Linked DNA regions of Ovis aries: region 1 is linked to region 2. Evidence: chromatin contacts called from public Hi-C data. All regions are on one chromosome and are shown on one strand. Each heading gives the region's core, a stretch centred on a gene start, on an enhancer-like site or on the middle of the called end of the contact. The rest is flanking DNA. Distances are from core to core; before and after follow the strand shown. Region 1 has its middle 30 kb from the start of WEE1. Region 2 overlaps SWAP70 (switching B cell complex subunit SWAP70).

Region 1 (2,700 bases), core at 145-2,644, 140 kb before region 2:
ACAATATTACTTCAGCTTAATGAATTTATCATTGTCTTAAGATGTATATAAATCAATTTTTTAAATATTCAAAGTATTATTGTGAGCATTATTTTATTGCTTTGCTAACATCATGCATTACAATTTTATGGCATTTCTGCAACTTTAGTAGATGTATGGTGCTATGTCAAAGTTTTTTTTTAATAAAAGTATAATTGATTTACAATATTATGTTAGTTTCAGGTGTACAATACAGTGATGCAATATTTTTCAAAGTTGTTTGAAGTTTAAAATGTTTGATTATCTGGAACAATGAAAATTTCCTCCTATACTTGTGTACTAATTTTATTTCTCCTCTTGAACTACATACTTCTTTGTAAATTGAGTTAGTGGAATCTTTGTTTTTTTAATATTTATATTTAAACAAAATTTTATACATTTGAGGGATTTTCTGTTTGTTGTTTTGTGTAAACATTTTTCTTTTAAAAATCCTGTCCAGTTTTTGAATGTTAGTCTTCCTTTGCAGTTTCTTGTTTCAAAGCTTTGGGAATGCTGACATATACCCATAAATCTGTTTTATCCTATTTAATATAGTGTTTCTATGACGTTCTTAAAAATATTTAGAATTTTAATCCACATGGAGTTTATTTTGATGTATAATGTAGACCTTCTTTTTTTCCCTCCAAATGTTCATTCATGTATGCGAGCATTCCTCACTGAGTAACCCCGTTTTACACCCGTGTTTAGGAATATTAATTTACTATGTGTCACATCGGGGTTTTCGACATACACACGTTTGTTCAGTCTCATTCCTTTCAGTTGATCTCAGCTTCTATTTTTGGCTCTGGTTTCAGCCCCAGCCTAGCAGCAGAAACGAACATTTTGCCCCCTGCAGGCTGCCTTGGTCCCACAGGATCTGAGAAGCCTGGGGCCGGGCCTAGAATCTGCCCTCCGAGCCCGCAGCCCGGGTGTGTGTGTGTCGGGGGCGGGGGGGGGGGGGGGGGGGGGGGGGGGCGGGGCGCCATGTGTCGCTCTGTCTCTGCAGGAGGATTTGGGGCGCTTTTGACAGGCCTCCTTCTGCCCAGGTCTCCTGGAGTCTCAGGTTTCCCCAATCGCACGTCTCTAGTGCCTCTAAGAGCTGGGCCTGTACCCGGCTGTCAGGAAGTAACTGTCCCCTTCGGGCTCTCCCTTTAGCATCTTTCTTTCCAGTTCCGTGATGAGGTCACGTGGTTCTCGCCCTCCGTGCGGAATTCCGCCGCACCAGGCGCTGCGCCCGGATAGGTTCTAGGAGCTGACTTTTCAGTCAGCAGCTTCCTGCGTTTTTCCCACTTCCTCGGCCGCCCCCCATCCTTCTCAGCACATCACAGACTGTACCCACTCCTAACAAGGGGCTCACTGTTGAAATGTTGTTGAAACAGACACCGTTCAAACATGAAAAATAAAATATTTTATTTATTCAGCAGACGCACACATACAGTACGGGTGCCAGATGCTATTGTCAGATGAGTCTCGGACTGAGTCAGGCCGGGGATTCTCGAACCGGCCAAGTTTGGTCGCCAAAGTGGAAATCAGGTTTGGGGGCATCTCAGGGAATGAGAAGCGAGCCGGGAGAGGGGTCGTCCTGGAGTCGTCAGCGATGAGGAACAGGCCGGCGCGTGCGCCCCTCTGCTCACGGTCTCCCTTCAGTCCGCGAGCCGCCGGGGAAGAGGGTGTTCGGGAACCGCACCGTCTCGGGCCTGGCGCCGCTCAGCCCGGCGCCGAGGGCTGTCGGGAGCCGGCGCCGAAAGGCGCCCACACCGCCGCCACGCCCGGCGCGCCCCTCCGCGCGGGAACGCCGCGCGCTCCCTGGTCTCGGCCGGGCCTGCCGGCGCGCCCAGGCGGGGGAGCTCGCGGGCAGGATATTCCGCGGTTGGCTGCGGCCCGGCCGGCCGCCTACGCCCGGGCGCGTCAGGGCTCCTCCCCAGGGCGCTCACCCAGAGCGCCCTCGAGGGCTGCGCCACGGGCTCAGGACCGTGCTGGTTATTTTTTTAGACACTGGCTGACAGTCTACGTCCGGAAAACCCAGTGATAATTGGAGAGTAAAACTTAAAATACAGGTGAGCCAACCAGCGGTTGCAGCATTTCCGTGAAAAAATAAAATAAAATAAAATTAAAAAAACCCCGAAAAGCACAGACGCCTTCCAATGCCTGGGCCTCGGGACCCGCCAGTGCAGGACCCACTGTCTTAGAAGGGACATTGGGGGTTCAGCCATGCTGCAGGGATAGGGGACCCCTGGGATGGAAGACCCCTTTTAACGTGCTCCTGGACCTGTAAGGGCGTTTACTGTCTCTTTGGAGAACATACATAACAACAACAAAGTCTCTGAATTCAGTATTTCTTTTAAATTAATCTGTACTTATTTATTTGTACTTATTAATCAGAAACCTATCAACAGATGAAAAAGAATGTTCACGTCACACACAATGTATTTAGCAGATGCAGCAGGAGTTTTTAATCTAGGGGTACAGGGCCAAGTAAGTTTGTCTAGGATTTAAGGAGTCCATGACAACCCTGAAATGCCTTCTTCTAGTAAGAAATTCGGTAGCTGTTATGATGACCAATGTACATAACCTTAATTTGGTTATGAAAAGCTGAACATTCAGTGGGTTTCTAGATTCAGACCTCTCGGCACTAACATGGAGGTTACCCTGAGGAGCGACCCGAGGCCCACGAATCGACCC
Region 2 (2,700 bases), core at 57-2,556:
GAGACGACTCAGAGGGAGCACACTGGCCCTTCGTGGAACCCGGGGGAGGAGATAGGAGAGCGCATCCTAGTTGAGAAAACTTTTAAGGATCAAGGCTGCCCAGAAATAAACTGACCCGGGTTGTGAAGCAGTGGCCTGTCACACCCGGTTGGAGGCCACCCTGTGGGATGTCATTGGGGGAACTCTTACAGTGGTGCAGGATCGGGGTGGTCAGATAGTGGCTGTAGAGTCCGTCACTGTATTTCTGCTGCTGTTAGACGTGCAGATGCTCTTAGGCAGCAGTAACCGGCCTGCTGTGAGGTTTGTTACCGTAATGCTGACGATCAAGCCAGTAGACGTGCGTCCTGTCCTGGGCCGGCGTCTAACCACATTGTCTACACTTGGGGTACAAGTTAGTTTATTTATTAAATACCTGCTTAACCTGGGATATCCTCCGATAGGTAGCCTGTTATTAAAAGATAACATTTTGAAGTCATGCGGGCCTGGGTTGAAATCCGTTGCTTACCTGTGCGTCATGCTTTGGAACCCTTTGACTTCATCTGCAGGGACAATAACACCTTGCAGAATGCTGGGGGGATCACAGGAACAAAGGTAAAGAGCCTGGCGTGCAGTGCTCGGCCAGTAGATGGCCCATCTACCTTCTGCTTCCTTCTGCCATCTGCTCCCTCTACCTTTCGTCAGCTCCTCCTCCTCTGTCTTTGTTGGTGTGTCAGCTTTTCCCTTGGTAATAGGTTTCTGCTAGATAAAAAAGTGTTTTAATGTTGTAGCAACCAGACAGATTTCAAAACTCAGCCCTGCCACCTGCCTGTCAGGTGAATGACCTGGGCCAGGTCACTTACCCTTTGTGCCTCACTTTCTTCATCTCTGAACTGAATAATAATAGTACGTAAGCCTATTGTGAGGATCAGTTGAAAAAATGTACTTCTTTCTTGGCCCATTAAGTCTTCAGTACATGTTATTTTTAATTTTTTTTTTTCATAAAAGGGTGAAACAGAGCTTGGAGCAGAACCGTGGGTCACCTTGCCCACAAATCTGGGCCCCTCTGGCTCCTAGTTCCCTTCTTGTGAGAAGAGAGGTGGTTAGATGACCTCCAGGCTCCTCTGAGGCTCTGCTGTGCTTTGTCATCTTCTAGGTCGGGTGCGGTCACCCTGAGCTCTCTTGTATTTCAGGCTGCTGGAGGAAGAGTCGTCCAAGAGGGCCGAGCTGGAGAAGTGGCATCTGGAGCAGCAGCAGGCTATTCAGACCACAGAAGCGGAGAAGCAGGAGCTGGAGAACCAGCGCGTCATCAAAGAGCAGGCCCTCCAGGAAGCCTTGGAGCAGCTGCAGCAGCTTGAGCTCGAGCGGAAACAGGCACTTGAGCAGTACGAGGTCATTACGCCCATCCCTGCAAATACATGCATTTAAATTCTTAAACATTTAAAAACAAGAGGATATTTGCTCTGCCATAAAAAGCTGTGTAAGAATGTTGCTTAGCTGTAAGTAAGGGTTTTTCACAGGCAGTGAGGTTAACAGTTGAAATTCAGTCGGGAGACTGAAACCACACAGTAATTTGAACAAGGAAGGTTTAATATAATTAGCTATTAACTACAACAGGGGATTACCTACTGAGCAGCCGAAAAACTCTAAGGATACAGGAAGAGCAGACACAGGAAGCAGCCACTGCCCCCACCCCTGCTGAGACAGAGCACGCAGGGAAGGAACACACACTCTTTGCTCTGTAAGCCCAGTGCTGGGATCCAGTCCTCCTTGGAGGGAGCATGGCCTTGGCCCCTGGACGGCAGGAAAGCCCAACAAGGCACTGTGATGGGGAAGCTACCCTCTGGGGCACTGGTGGCAGCTTCCCACAGGGGAGGTGCTACTGAAACCCACTGGAGTGGACACCGTGGGTGTCCCATGTGCCACGAGAGCTGCTGAGATGAGCACAGTGGAGCCTGGAGGCAAAGCCCCCACCTCTTCCAGTGTCCTGCCAGCTCCTCCACTGACGAAGCTTAAGGGGGCCCGCTGGCGAGGGTCACAGGCAGGACAGCGAAGGGTGGATTTGGAGTCAAGAGGCAGTAAGGCATCACTGGCACAGGAGTATCTTGTACATTATCTGTAATTAGTGTGAATTAGGTCCTTGGGGGGCTTACAGCAGGTTATTTAACTGCTCCAAATCCTAGTCTCCACCTGTGTACCATGGGGGTAATAATAGCCCGTGTTTCTGTGGCTGGAATGACTTAATGAGATAATCCACAGGCATGGAGCAAGTACCCAATCATTATTTGGCTCTTAAACTACCCGTGTGTTTGCAGAGTCTAAAGTCTGCTCTTGTTCCAGGGAGTTAAAAAGAAGCTAGAGATGGCAACTAAGACGACCAAGAGCTGGAAGGACAAAGTGGCCCATCATGAAGGATTAATTCGATTGATAGAACCAGGTAACACATTCTCTGAAGTAATCAGATATTTAGTCAATTTTTCTGTTTTATTTGTATACTTGAATTGCGCTAAAAAAAAAAAAAACCTTTCTTAGCCCAAATATAGAGGAACCCAGCTCTTTGCAATAAATTTTTCTTGAATTTCTTTTGCCTTTTGATAGATGAGAAGGCCTGTTTAATTCCCTTTGTATATATCTTCTGATGGTTTTGCCTCCTATGGCCTTTCTGGATATTCCTCAGAGAAGAAAATAAAGTAGAAAAATGTACTCTCTTGTCTATAGAAAAAT

What was found. A called contact is a pair of places that touch in the nucleus more often than the background predicts.
Region 1: a Hi-C map of liver shows a contact between it and region 2, with 6 times the contacts expected there. The contact joins two enhancer-like sites. A contact is called at or near these places in 2 of 16 Hi-C or Micro-C datasets (blood and liver).

What each region holds. Positions count from the first base shown.
Region 1 is chr15:42,768,090-42,770,789 of ARS-UI_Ramb_v3.0, reverse strand. No RefSeq gene overlaps it. Among named protein-coding and RNA genes, the nearest start is that of WEE1, 30 kb to the left of the region's middle. Within about 2 kb of position 1,394, at least 45 of the 54 cell types and tissues checked have an H3K27ac peak or open chromatin away from gene starts, as enhancers often do. A contact at or near this core is called in liver, where this site is marked.
Region 2 is chr15:42,625,602-42,628,301 of ARS-UI_Ramb_v3.0, reverse strand. SWAP70 (switching B cell complex subunit SWAP70) reads left to right here. Exons shown (of 12, transcript XM_004016163.5): 10 at 1,170-1,368; 11 at 2,317-2,413. Among named protein-coding and RNA genes, the nearest start is that of SWAP70, 74 kb to the left of the region's middle. Within about 2 kb of position 1,306, at least 7 of the 54 cell types and tissues checked have an H3K27ac peak or open chromatin away from gene starts, as enhancers often do. A contact at or near this core is called in liver, where this site is marked.